Regions from separate parts of the Rattus norvegicus genome. Here region 2 is linked to region 1. The links are chromatin contacts, called in public Hi-C maps. All regions are on one chromosome and are shown on one strand. Each heading gives the region's core, a stretch centred on a gene start, on an enhancer-like site or on the middle of the called end of the contact. The rest is flanking DNA. Distances are from core to core; before and after follow the strand shown. Region 1 holds the start of Rras2 (RAS related 2). Region 2 has its middle 17 kb from the start of Rps18l4.

Region 1 (7,036 bases), core at 1,456-3,955:
CATTTGATGTCCACAGCTGTATAACTATATTATCCTAGCTTCCAGATGACTAAAAGCCATAGCACAGACAGGTTCAGTAACTTACCCAACATCATGCTCAGGGGAATGGGCTCCACACAGGTGCTGTGCCTCCTTCCTCCTCACCAAGTCAACCCCAGAGCTATGTTCCTGTTTCACCAGCCCCAAAACCCCAAGTCACACACGCCTCTCCTACTCCCAGCTCCCCACACACTGGCCTCCTCTTTCCAATCTGGCCTGTGACTCCCCACGTTCACACAACCCCCATAAGACACAGTGCTCTTTTTTGGTACTAGGGCTCCAATGCAGAGCTTCCCACACAGCAGGCAAACCACTCTACGCTGCGCTACACCTGCCAGCCCCACAGAGCTTGTTTAGAGCCTTCCCACACTGACTCCTTCAAATCAGAATTCCCTTTCCATCTAAAGGTCTCATCTCACACACATACTGAAGTGACTACATTATCAACACAGCACACAGGCTCAACGCAACGCTAAAATCTTTCTCATAATGTAAAAGTTATAAAGGACATGTACTGAGAGCTATTTCACTAACAAGAAAATTGGAGGTTCAGAAAGGCTATTTGGGTGGTTGTTTTCATAGCCAATAAACAAAAGGCACAGTTCAAGTCTGTAGGATTCAAAAGTCCTTATCGGTATAAATCATTGCCACGCATGTCTTTACTTGACCTCATTTTAGAGCCTCTAGATACCAGACTACTCACAAAGTATTCAACAAATGAATTCTAGAAGGTCTTGAGGAAGACAGTCATTGCTGGGAGTGTAAGGATTTTTAAAACTATTTCTCAAATACCTTACCTGATGGAAGCAATCATGTTTGGATGATCTTCCTTCAAAAACTTAAATGTTTCTGATTTAAATCTCCTAAACAAATATTATCCACCAGTTCTGGAACCCAGGACTGTCCTCTGTCTTCTTGGTTCCCTCCAAAACCAGCCATCAGGGAGAGTTATCTGTGACTTGTTTTGCTGTCAGCCACTTAAAAGTCTCTTTTGGCCCCAAGCAAATAACAACTGCCAAAAGCCAGGCTGAAGTCTGGTAAACTTAAACCCACACCCCCACCACCGCAGCCACCACCACCACCACCACCACCACCGAACATGCTGTCAACGCTCATGACATGAACATCCTCTCCGAATACAAAGGTTGAGCAGCACTTTTTTATTCCATGAAATATTACAGGAGCAATTACTGTTCATTCACTTGGTGTGAAACTGACTATCAGTTAGGTTATGGAACTGTGCGTCTTAACACTATAAACACCACAGTTATAGCGAAACAAAATAAGCTATTTTAAGTCTATCCATTCAACAAATGGGTGAAACAAACAAAAACCACTTCGCCACCCGTCCCCTTTAATACAGTAAAAAAATACCTTTGTTACTTAGGGTACCTGCGCTCTCTCCAACATATGCCACGCCTTTCAGGGTGACAAAAGCAAGGAGAGCTGCCTTTGCTTTTTAAAAATCAAAAAGAAAAGAGAAAGAAAAATCAATCGGGCGTCTTAACCAAGAATAAAGTCTAAAGACATTTTACCTCCCTTTTCTTTGACACAACCCGACTTTCCTCCTCCAGCAACCGGGAGGGGGTGGGGGTGGGGGCTGCAATACAAAACTCATATTCGTCCCCTCCTAGTGGGGCTCATCCCAAACTTCACCTAAGCGCGAAGCAGGCAGGCACCGGGAATTCCAAGGAAATGGTCTCGCCCCTATCAAAGCACATTTTTAACTTCCTCGAAGCCATTATTTCCCTAGGGCACGATCAAACACTCCCACCCGGACATACCACCTAACAGACTACTAGTAAGAGAAGCTCAAACACACACAAAGAGAAAACACTATTGGGAGCCGGTGGTGCGAAGCCTCCAAGTAGTCCGGGCCATCGCTGCCACCAAGGCAAGCGCGAGGTCCCCACTCCGGCCCTCGGGGCAGGAAACCCGGCACCGCGGCGCGGCTGCAACCCGCCGGCTCCCGCCCTGACCGCAGCGATAAGGTGGAACTGCGCTTCCCACCCGGCCAGCTCCGCCCTCTGGGCCACATTCCTGAGAAGCCGGAGTCCTCGGACGCCGCGCCGGGCGCCTGGCGGGCAGCAGCGCGGCGCCGTGGCCGCAGGGCAGGAGCGCAGCGCCTACTCCACACTATTCTTGCCCTCGCAGCCGCGCGCCCTGGCCCCGCGCAAACCGCACCCGCGCGCACCGCACGCGCCGGAGCCCCGCACCCGCGCGCCCCGGGCGGGGTCGCCGCGGCCACAGGTAGCGCCACCCCGCCGCCGCCACCCCGCAGGCCGTCTCCAAGCACCTGGATGAACTGGATGGTGAGCGCCGACTTGCCCACGCCGCCACCGCCGACCACCACGAGCCGGTACTTCTCCTGGCCGGAGCCGTCGCGCCAGCCGGCCGCGGCCATCGGGACGCCCCGAGCCCAGCCCGGCCGCCGCGCGCCCTAGGCCCGGCTCCGGGGACGAGTGCGGCCGGCTGGGTTACAGGCGGTAGAGCGCGCGGGGCCCGCGAGTGGCCTGGAGGGCCGCGGAGCGCTATCCCCGGGACTGGTTGGGAGTTGCCCGAGACGCAGGAGAGCCGAGAAGGCTCCAGGGCAGAGGACGCAGCGGCCAGGGAGCGCGATCCTCTTCGCGGCTCTGCAGCGCAGCCGAACGCAGCCTCTAGCACCGCTACAAATGGCCGTCTGGGGGCCGGGCCGCCGGGCTGGGGTACTACATATGCATGAGGGGGCGGGGCTAGGCCTCGCCCGCCCAGGCGGAGACTCTGGAGCGCCCTAGGCAGCAGACCCTGCAGACCTGCCCTTAGAGCTCCGGGAGGAAGACAACGGGAAAATGGACGGCGGTGACAGTAACTGCATAAGTCAGGGATCGTGTTCATGAAAGAAACAGCCTGTGACGGCGTGAATGAAAAATAGAACTGTTGTCATATTCACTCAACTCTGTACCCTGTTTTCGGAATGCAGATGGTGACTGTATTTAAAAAAAAAAAAAAAAAGAAAGAAAGTATAAAGCAGCCATTGAGGAAATGAGACCTGTAGCATTACCTGAATGTATCATAGGCTAGTGGCAGTGCGAGAGTTAGGTGGATAGTGATTGAGTTTGCATGGGGCTACAGTGCATGTGGACAGATGTGGGGTGCAGCATCTGTTTGTATGTCTATGTGTGGAAAAACTGTGAGGTAATTGAGTCTGAGGGTCGTGAGAAATTGGCAGGTTAGTGACATGTTTCCTACCAGGAGAGTGTTTCGTTGCTAACACAGCTTCTACACACACGATCAAGCCCTTGCCCTTAGAGTCCAGAGGAGGAGGCAGCCAGGACAATAGGCACCTTGTGAGACATAATGATAAGGACAACAGCTGCTCAGCACTGAGGTCCAAGGTGCACTTACCCCGGAGCTGGCCAGTCAGAGAGGGTTTTCCAAAAGACCGAAGGAATAATCTTGTAAACAGATAAGTGATTGGAAGAAAAGTATTCCAGGGAAAGAAAACCAAGCTAAGCTATACATGGTAGTGCATGCCTTTAGCCCCAGTATTCTAGAAGCAGGAGCAGGTAGATCTCTGTGAGCTCAAAGAGTTCGAGGCCAGCCTGATCTACATAATGAGTTCCAGGCCAGGGCTACACACACAGGGAGGTCTGGGCTGAAAAGAAAGGAAGAATGAAAGAGAGAAAAGAAAACCAGATATGAGGGGCTATGCAGAAGCCAGAGATGACAAAGGGACACATTCTGTTGTGTGGTTTTGAATGTGCTGAGGGGAGCTTACACGCTAGCAGATATAAATAGAACGCATTGTGTGTTAGTTGAATGTGGTAGGGATATCTCTCTGTAGAGGCAGGGTAAGATTGAGGTTGTGGTCTCAGAGGGTAGACTGGTTCAAATCCTGCCTGCTTTGCTAATGGCATGATGATGGGAACTTAAACTCTGTGCCTCCACTTCCTCTTCCCTCAAATAAGGGCCCTGGGCCAGTGGATGGCTCAGAGAACAACAGCACGCACACGCCTAACGACCTGATCTCTGGGATCCACAGGGAGGGAGAAAGGCAGCTCCCAACACTTGTTCTCTGCCCTCCACACATATGCCTTCATTGCCATGCATACACCCCACCCAGACACACAAATATACACAAAGAAACGCAGTGCATAAACCATTGCTAGTGTGGGCTAAGCATGGTGGTTTTACAACATGCCTTCCAGTTCTTGAACACAATTAGGGTCCTGCATGAAGCCAGTAGGGTGCAGTGGAGAAGATACAGAATGGCTTCTGAGGCCACGGCATGAAAGACCACACAGGTTTTAACTCTCTCTTGGGATTCAAGTGAACACTGATTGCCATGAGATGGCCATGTCTACCAAATAAAAGTGCTCCTGAATCCAGAAAAGAACCAGCCAGAGAGAAGGAGGTGGGGTCCTGGGAAGGCAGTAAGGAGAGGGGCAAATCTGAATGAAGTGCATGTATGGAATGCTATAGTGAAACTTACCTATTACTTCTACTCATCTTGTAAATGTAATTTTAAAACAGAACAATGCGGAGTATGGTGGTACATGCCTTTAATCCCAGCATTCAGGAGGCAGGGGTGGATGGTCTCTGTGAATTTAAAGTCAGCCTGCTCTACATCTTGAGTTCTTGGACAGCCAGGTCTGCATAGTGAGACCTTGTCTCAAAAGATAAAAAGAGGTAGGGGTCAGGGATCAGCGGTTAAGAGCAGTTGCTGCTCTTGTAGAGGACCCAAGTTTGATTCCCAGCACCCACATCGCCCATCTCATAAACTGCCAATGACTCCGGTTCCAAGGGATCCTGTGTCCTATGCCCTCGTCCAGCCTTCGCGGGCACCTGCATGCACATGGCATACACATAGACAAAAATAAAATTTAAAATACAAAAAAATAATGACATACAGTAAAGTATACAGGGCACCCTTAGCCCTGAGCACCCACTGACTGTCACCAGCATTATCACCAGTCATCTACGTGACACATCTAGGACAGCCGCCCCAGTGCAGGCTTCAGAAGAACACAGCTCCTTCTGGCCTCTGGCTGTGAAGTTCCAGAAGAGAATGGCCCAGCCCAGTCCTGCCTCAACTCCTGACCCACAAAGTCACAAGAAAGACAAAATTATGGCCTGTGTGTTCTGTGTGTGTGAGAGTGAGACAGAGACAGAGAGGGTGGGAGAGAGAGTGGGTGCTTGGCATGGACTTCAAGGGCTCTTGTAAACTGTAAGTACTCTGATACTGATAACTGATATATATCCCAGCCCACACAGCTGTTTATTTTTAATTTTTCAGATTATTTTGTGTGTGAATGGTTTGTTTGCATGTATTTCTGTACGCCATGTGTATGCCTGGTACCTACGGAAGACAAGAGAAGGTGTTGGATTCCCCTGCAACTGGCACTAACTGTGACCAATTGTTAGCTGCCATGTATGTGGGTACTGGGAATCAAACCCGGGTCCTCTATATGAACAAGAAGAGCTCTTAACTCTTAACTTGGCCATTTCTTTAGTCCCAGCTTCCCCACCCCCACCCCCACTTATAGGGTCTGATAGGGAGTGCACACTGAGATCACAGGGGCAGAGCACCAGACAGGGCTCACACTGAATCTTTAAAAGGTGTTTTACATCTGCAATAGCTAGAAATGCCTCCATAGAAGATATCACTCCCAATATAAAAAGAAGAAGCGGGGGGGGGGGGGCTGAGAAAGAGTCTGTTATGATTGAAAGCCATACCTCTCATGTGTGCCTGGCCCTGCAGCTTCCCATGTGCACCCTGTGCACCCTGTGTATGGCTAAAATCCAATATGGAAGCCATGGCAACAAACCTATAGACTGCCACCCAGGCACCCATAGCTTCTTCCCCTTTCAAATACAGTGCTTCAGCATTCTGGGGAAGAGAATCCAAGTACCGCGCTCGATGCTGCAAAACGCAACTAGAAACGGATCATATACATACAAACTTTGGCTAAGTTTAATTATAAGTTGAGTATGATAAGAGCTCATTAATACTATACTGTGATAAAGTTCGAAGTTTCGCTATGTTGTGCTGGGGTCCATTAAATATATAAAAGTTTCTGGAACACAAACAGTCCCATTATAGGACAGCTGATCTTATAACTTAAATTTATATTGACCAATAGGATAGGCATTAGATAGGATATACAGTACAGACACAATGGACAAAGGGTGATTCACTTCCTGCGTAGGGCAGAATCAGACAACAGATTTTATCATGCTACCCAGAGCAGCATTCAATTAACAGCCTACAAAGGTATGAACCGGGCCAGCGTGATAGTTCAGTGATTAAAAATCCTTATCATGAAAGTCTGACTGCCCAAGTTCGAGCCTCAGAAATCGCCATAAAATGAGAGCGCCAACTCCCAAACTTGTAGTACTTATGTGCCTACCCTCACACATATTACACATGCTCAGTTAATAAAAATAAAAGCCTTATGACCTTTTTTTTTTTTCTTTCTTGGTGTTTTGAGACAGGATTTCTCTGTGTAACAGTCCTGGCTGTCCTGGAACTAGTTTTGCAAACCAGGCTGGTCTCGAACTCACAGAGCTCTGTTTGCCTCTGCTGGGAGTAAAGATGTGAGTCACACCCACCGTTAGTGGGAATTTTCCATCTAATATTTTCCCCCTGCAGAAGACAAGATGTAAATGAAACCTTAGAAAGCACATTGTCATTGTCGCCAATTTCACCTCTAGAGTCTGAGAGCAGCCTAACCCTATTCCTAGTTTCATGGATTAAACCAAGTTTACTTAAAATTGCCAATCTCCAGCGACTGTGACTAGGGAAAGTTTTTACATTGTTGCTTTGCTTTTGTTTCTGTTTTTGCTGTTTTTGTTTTTTGTAACTTTGTCCCACTCTGTAGCTCAAACTGGCCTCAAACTCACAGCAATCCTCCTGTCTCAGCTTTTTGAATGCCAAGATTACTACCATACTCAACTTGGCCTCAGAAATCAGTTAAAGGAAAGTTATGGGACAAAAGTCTAACCAAAAAGGATAGTT
Region 2 (7,036 bases), core at 1,273-3,772, 65 kb after region 1:
GCATTCAAACGACATGAGCATTGATGCCCAGGACTGGGCCTGCCTTCCCTTACCCAAGAAAGTCTGGAGATCACCAGGATGGCACCTGTAACTTGATATAGGACCACTCTGTGGAGAGGGCAGCTGTGGAAACAACCATCTGAGTGGAGAGAAGCGGAGGCTACCATGATGGCTGATCCTGGAGACTCAGAGCAAGTGCGATTGCTCCTGTCTGCAAGCCCAGCATTCATGAGGCTGAGGCAGGAACGCTACAAGCTTGGGGCCAGCTACACAACATAATATGCACTTCACAAGACCCTTTCTGAACGCCTCCTACCCTGGGGGAATGGAGATACTGGTGTTAGATGGGCCTGCTTTGAGTCTCATGTTGATGACTTATGACATTACCTTGGACATTCTGTAACTACCCTGAACCTCGGTTTCCTCACAGTAATAAAAATCTATTCCCACCTAGAGATAAGTGATGAGGTCGAATCAGATGGAAGGCATTAAAAACAGTGCGTTTCTGTTTCACAGAATTGGTCAAATAAGCATGACTTCTCAGGCACAAAGTCTTCCAGAGCCCACATTCTGGCTCCAGGATGATTACTATTTCATTAACTCTGAAGTACAGTCTCCTCCCTGCCCACCTCCATATCTCAGACATCCTTGCAATTAGGACTCACTGTGCCCTGCAGTGTACTTTAACTTCTGGTGTCTCCTAACAATCCACGAAGTGATAGAATGTTGCACTGGACTCAGTCCTTCATATTCTGGTACCTCAATTTCCTCAGTTGTAAAATGGGGATATTAATATACCTGCCTTATTGCTGTAAAAATAAAAAGTTATATTTGTTTTGCAGGTTTCTGACTTATCATAAAGGCTTAGCAAATCCCACTCTTACTTTGGTAGTTATGTCAGACCAGGTTGGGAGTGGTAGGAATGTTATAATGTGAGCGTGTGCTGGCAGCAGCAACCTGGAGAGCTGTGCACAGGTGACAGTGGGTCAGTAGGGCAATAGTGGTTCCCATGATCCAAAGGGGCATGTAGACTGAGCGTGATGCTGCATGCTAGCACTCAGGAGTGGAACTGGGAAGATTGCTAGTTCAAAGCTTGGTGAGGTACATAGCAAGACTTCCATCTAAAAAACAAAATAAAACAACAGGGTCTGGGAGATGGAGGGATGGCTGAACCATTAAGATCATTTGTTGCTCTTCCAGAGGACCCGAGTTCAAGTTCCCAACACCCATGTCATGTGACTCGCAACTATCGGTAATTGCAGCTCCAGGAAGCCATAAGCCTCTGGCTCCAGTTGTGGTAAATAGTATTATTTGGGGGGGGGGGGTTAACCCCACTTTTAATCATTTAGTTCATATAAAAGGCATGAAATCTTTATATTTATAATGTATAAAAAGCATTAGATCTGGGCAGATACCTACCCTTTATGTTAGTTTGTCTACTTCCCTGTCAGTAACTTCAAGATATCACTTACCATGTTCTGACTGGACCACTCCTACTCTAACAGGACAGCCTTCATGGCCATGGGCTCACGATCCGCCTACCCCATGGCACCTTCTCCACCTGTCTCCTTTCTTCTTCCCATCCTTTGTGGTCTCTGCCTCAGATCCCAAGGCCCCAACTCATGTCCTTCCCTGCCTACCTCTCTTCTGCCCAGCTACAAGCTGAAGGCATCTTTATTAACCAACAGTCTTAAACTAAGGAGCAAGGTTTGCACAGGCTTGTGTGAGAATTCACACGTCTTGAGGCAACTAGACCTCGGGATACAGAATTTAGCATTACAATACATAGCAACAGGCCAAGCCTCTATATCCACAGGCACTTACACTCATGCATACATACCCACACAGAGACACAGACACCTACACATAATTTAAAAGTAATAAAATCAAATCCTAAAATTAGAGGAAAAAACTAAAGAGGAACAGAAGGAAAGAGCAGTGGTTTGGAAACTGACAAGTGGCTGATGGAATAAATGGCAGGATGCCAAGGCTGCTGCCCTGTGGGCATGGGATGTTGGGTTAAAAGGGATTATCAGATTGTGCTCGTCTATGTCCTCACTGGACCTGGATATCCCCTTCTTATAATAGCTACCAGTGTACTTAGTCATTGTTATATGCCCCTGTGCTAATTGATAATTATTATATTACAATAATTAAAAAGAAGATCAAACCTGTGAGTCAGATCATAGTTTTAGGTCACCTTTGTAGAACACATCAAGGTTCAAAGAGATAAGCTGTCATGCTCAAAGTCACGTGACTTTTAAGTGGCAGAGCTGGCATTTGATTCAGGGCTCTGCCACACTGCTTCTTGAGCTCAGTCCGCCAGCATCTCTTAGTATATCTAGAAGCTATTCCTTCCCTCTATTACAGACCCCTTCTTGGGTCTCTGTCCCCCGAGTACACAAATGCCAAGCTCACGAGTCATCTGTTTGGCCAAAATTCTGTTCCGATTTGATAAACTCTAGCTAGGCCAGCTCACTCAGCATGATTCAGCCAGAGAGAATAGCAAGGCTGCATGCCCGGCATGCCGACCAGCTGAGCTCAGGCAGGATGGGTGGTGTTCAGGAACCTCAGCCTGACAGATGGCCCTACTCGGCTGTCTTCATGGGCCTGGTGCCAGGTGCGGCAATCACTCTCTGCAGGAGGGAGTTGTGGGAGCCTAGTTCTGTGAGTATCACATGTGTGGGTTACTGGGTATGCGTGTGTACTTAGGAGACACACGGGAGCGAGGGTGTTTGTGATCCGCACACTCTCTTGGATGTTGTGCATGTTTACGTGTGCGTGCCTGGTTGTGTGTCTTTGTGGGTACATTCTGAGGTGTGTGTACGTTCGAGTTTCAAATCTGCGTTCATTCTGGTTGTGTGTGCTCACACTATGAAAGAGGAAGACAGATGTGGGGGAAGAGAGAAGGAGGGGTTGCTCTTGGCTGTCCCCACTTGCAGGGAAAGCTGCTGCATGTCCCTTTCCTTAGCTCTGCCCTCATCAGCCATGCAGCTGCAGCACCAGGAACAACGAGAGTAGCAACAGCAGCAACAACAGCAGCAGCAGCAGCAGCAGCAGCAGCAATCATCCCATTCCCATTGTGAAATGTAGTCTGTGGATGAATTTCAGATTTCTAAACACAGCTTCTCGATTATGTTTTCCCATAAGATAGAGATATTAACTGTTTATGAATTTAGGGTTCCTTTAAAACTCTGGTGACCAGAATAATAACCTCAAACATCATTTCACATACATTTTCATGGAGTTCACAAGGTACTCTCCAAGACCTAGCAACCAGCCTTCAGTTAAGAAAACTAAATGTTTGCACAGCAGGTAGGGAGTGCCACCTAGAGTGAGATCTGCTTAGGGAGCCCACAGGAGAATTGGATATAGATACATTGTAATAAATAGAGAGTCCACAGGACAAATGCATGTAGATACATTGTAATAAATAGGGCGGGACAGTGAGTTCAAGGACAGATGGGCCGAGAAACGGGCTCCAGGAATCATCCACCAATCCACCAAAGAGGCAGACATTCAGGCAAGGCATAGAAATGTGAGAGGCAATTGTGAAATTGCAAAGATGGGGAAGGACATAAAAGCAGAAGGGATGGTCTGAAAAAGAATCTTGGAACAGCCCGTGTAGGGCCTGATGCATTACTAGACTAAAGGTTCTGGAGTTATATGAGCAAGGAATAGTCTGACCTAATAAGTGATTTGCAGAAATCAAAACCTATCTAGCATTTGCCCAGAGATTGCAAACAGAAATCTGTTGCAATCGTTCCTTTGAGAGAAAATGAAGATGCGAGCAACACTATGTGGGGAAAAAAAACCAGAGGAAGGGTTTGACTAAAGATATTTAGCAGATAAACCAGTCAGGAATCAGGTTCTGCTCCTGGGAAGTGGAAAGGAGGGGTGTTGGCTTTTGTATCCTAGCTTTCCAGAAAGATAAATGTTTGTGCCGTTTGCTGAGCTGGACGCACAGCACTATGGTGATATCCTCTGGGAAGGACAGGGATTGGGGACACAATACGAGCCATCTGAGAAGAGATTTACACTAAGAGGTTTGCTGTGTAGATGTGGAGCGCTGGGAAGAGAGATTCCGAAACAAATCTGTGAGTCATGAGAGATGGGTGATATGTGAAGTCATGGGCGGAGGTTGAGATCAGTAAGGGAGAGGGAAGATGTCACAGAACAGGGCTGGGAAAAAAGTCAGGATGTAAGGGTGAAGGAGACAGTGAGAGAGGATTCTTGGGATCTGGAAGAACTAGAATAGATTCAGAAGAAAACTGACTCCTGGAAGCTAAAAGTACACAGAATTTTAAGAATGAGGAAACAGTCATTAGTGTCAAAGGCTAAAGTAAGGTCAAGTAGGCTGAGGAATGGTGTAAAAGCAGAATGGGAGGGGCTTTTATGTTCTGTATTGGCACTGTGGTCACAGCGTCCCTGAACCACTCCAGGGTTCAAGCACCAAATTTGAACAACGGAAAGGGATACCACAGGTGATCGTGGGAGGCTGCTTGAAAGAAGGACTCCAACTTCTGGACAAGATGGGGAATGACGCATTAAATTGAATATCCTAAAACAATGATAAACAAGGCAAAAAGCATAAAACAACTGTTCCAGAGCAGAGAACAGTAGCGCAGGATGCTAAGTGTTCAAGCAGGGGCTAAAAATAAGATGAGTCCCACACCACATCTGTGTGCTCTGTGGAGAGTTTGCAGGCGGTAGGGCACAGAGAGGCATCCAAAGCAGAGCTGACACAGTCTCTGAGAGGAGGAGTTAGAGCTGGTCGTCTAGGGAAGCTAAGATACTTAGTGATCACAGGGCACAGAAAGATCTCCAGAGTGCCAGAGAGCAGGGCCTGTTAAGTCTACTGTGGTGGTTTGCAACCTGTGGGTTGTGACCACTTTGGGGGTTGCACATGAGACATGTTGTACATCAGATATTTACATTACCACTCACAACGGTAGCAAAATTACAGTTATGAGGTAGCAGTGAAAATAATTTTATGGTTGGGGTCACCGCATCTTGGGGAACTGTATTAAAGGATCAAAGCATTAGGAAGGTTGAGAACCACCGCTCTCCCTGGATATAATGACTGACCACACAGGAGGAGGCAGCTGAAGGCTAAAGATGCTGGGAGCAAACAGGTGCAACGCACTTCGGAGCTCACAGGAGGATGGGAGTAGTTCATATTCCCAACAACCAGAGTGGAGAAACCTTGTATCAAGCCTGGGGAGAATGCCCAGAAGGATGTTGCCTGATACCGGAGGCAACTTAGTCCTAGAATAGGCTTCACTCCCAAAATGCAAAGTAATCTCAAAGGTACCAAACTGTGTCCAAGAAAGTTAACTACATCCTGGAACCAAACTCCATACAAGGAAATGGAGAAGTCCAGTCCGGACCATGTAAAGTTCACAGGCATGAAAAAAGAGAGGAAATTATGACTCACGATAAAGGGGAATTATCAGCTAATAGAAACAGATCTACACTGACAGAATGAGAGAATTACAAGAACAGCACATCAGATATCATAAGTACACCTCACCTCATATAGTTAAGAGAACAGAACGAAGCACAAGCATGTTGAGGGGTGGGATGGATGATGCAAAAAAAGACCAAACCAAGCTTAAAGGAGCAGAAAGTGCAGTGTTCAGATGAAAATGTAGTAAACAACAGCAACAGATTACACACTGCAGAAGAAGTGTCCCAAGGTGAAATATATTTTTTAAGGTCTTAAAAGAATTAGCTCCTGGAGAGATGGCTCGGCGGTCAAGAGCACTGACTGTTCTTCCAGGGGTCCTGAGTTCAATTCCCAGCACCACATGGTGGCTCACAACCATCTGTGATGGGATCTGATGCTCTCTTCTGGTGTGTGTGAAGACAGTGACAGTGTACTCATATACATAAAATAAATAAATAAATCTTATTTTAAAGATAAGAATTAGCTGGCATCTGATCTTTGCTGGGTACGGTGGCTCATGCTGGCAATCCTAGAACTCAGCAGGTTGGGGCAGAATGATTGCTGTCAGCTCGAGGCCTTCGTGGGCTGCACAGTGTGTGTGAGTACAGCCTAGGCTACAGTGAGACTCCGTCAAAGGAAAACAAAACAGACAACAAAAGGAACACAGCTATTGGTTCCCAGTGTATGTCCACTTGGGAATCTCAGAATAGGGACAAAGAAGTGTAGAACAAAGTATTAACCCCAATTTCTCTCTTTTTCAATAGAATCTGTCTGACTCTGACTCCCAAGGGGTACAACTAAAGGTATATGCACCATCACACCTGGTCCCAATTCTCCAAGTTTAACAATAACTATAAACTTACAGAACCCAGACCTCTGGGAAGTGACTGAGCTCACAACTTACCCGATCAGAAAAGTCAGCCACCAGCTTGGTTAAAAGCCCACACCAGAGTCTCCATTCAGAAGACCCCAGCTCCAGCTGTGGGCCATACCCTACAACATAGGGTCTTTACGTGAAAAAAAATCAAGTAAATTTACAAAAAAAAAAATCAACAACCATTCACCCACAGAAGGTAAACAAACTGCTAACGAGAACACGAAAATATGCTTTTGTTAATAATAAGATAAAAAAAATAGAACAAATATCACTATACACTTACCAGGAATTCAGGAATAAAACCACACAGAGTGTTAACTGCTCATGAGGATAAAAGGCTAAGTATGATTGCCTTGGACAACAGTTTTCTGCTTCTTAAAAGGTTAAGCATGCTGGGGTGATGGCACACACTTAATTAGCGTATCAGTTAACACATTAATGACACCGCAGATCGGGTACCAACCTGCACTGATGCTGCATTAACAACGAAGACGGAAAGTTCCTCTCGGATTAATTTAACCAGAGTGAACCCAACTTTGAGTTCTCCACTTTTAAATCCCATCTTTCATCTCTGCAGTTTGTGGTTACTGGGCTGTCTGTCGTCTGTCTGTTGTGCGTGTCTGATCTGTCTCTGTTGCCTGTGCCTAACGAAGGGCTTTGCTATGTATTCATTGAACAACACAGAAAAAAACAGTGGAATTCTTTTCCAA

The links. A called contact is a pair of places that touch in the nucleus more often than the background predicts.
Region 2: a contact with region 1 is called in a Hi-C map of the A7r5 cell line, with 2.6 times the contacts expected there. The contact joins the enhancer-like site here to the promoter of Rras2 in region 1. A contact is called at or near these places in 2 of 12 Hi-C or Micro-C datasets (the A7r5 cell line and the Rat2 cell line).

What each region holds. Positions count from the first base shown.
Region 1 is chr1:177,734,846-177,741,881 of GRCr8, forward strand. Rras2 (RAS related 2) reads right to left here and starts at 2,706. Exons shown (of 6, transcript NM_001013434.1): 1 at 2,336-2,706. The coding sequence starts at 2,443.
Region 2 is chr1:177,800,334-177,807,369 of GRCr8, forward strand. No RefSeq gene overlaps it. Among named protein-coding and RNA genes, the nearest start is that of Rps18l4, 17 kb to the right of the region's middle. Within about 2 kb of position 2,523, at least 44 of the 93 cell types and tissues checked have an H3K27ac peak or open chromatin away from gene starts, as enhancers often do. A contact at or near this core is called in the A7r5 cell line, where this site is marked.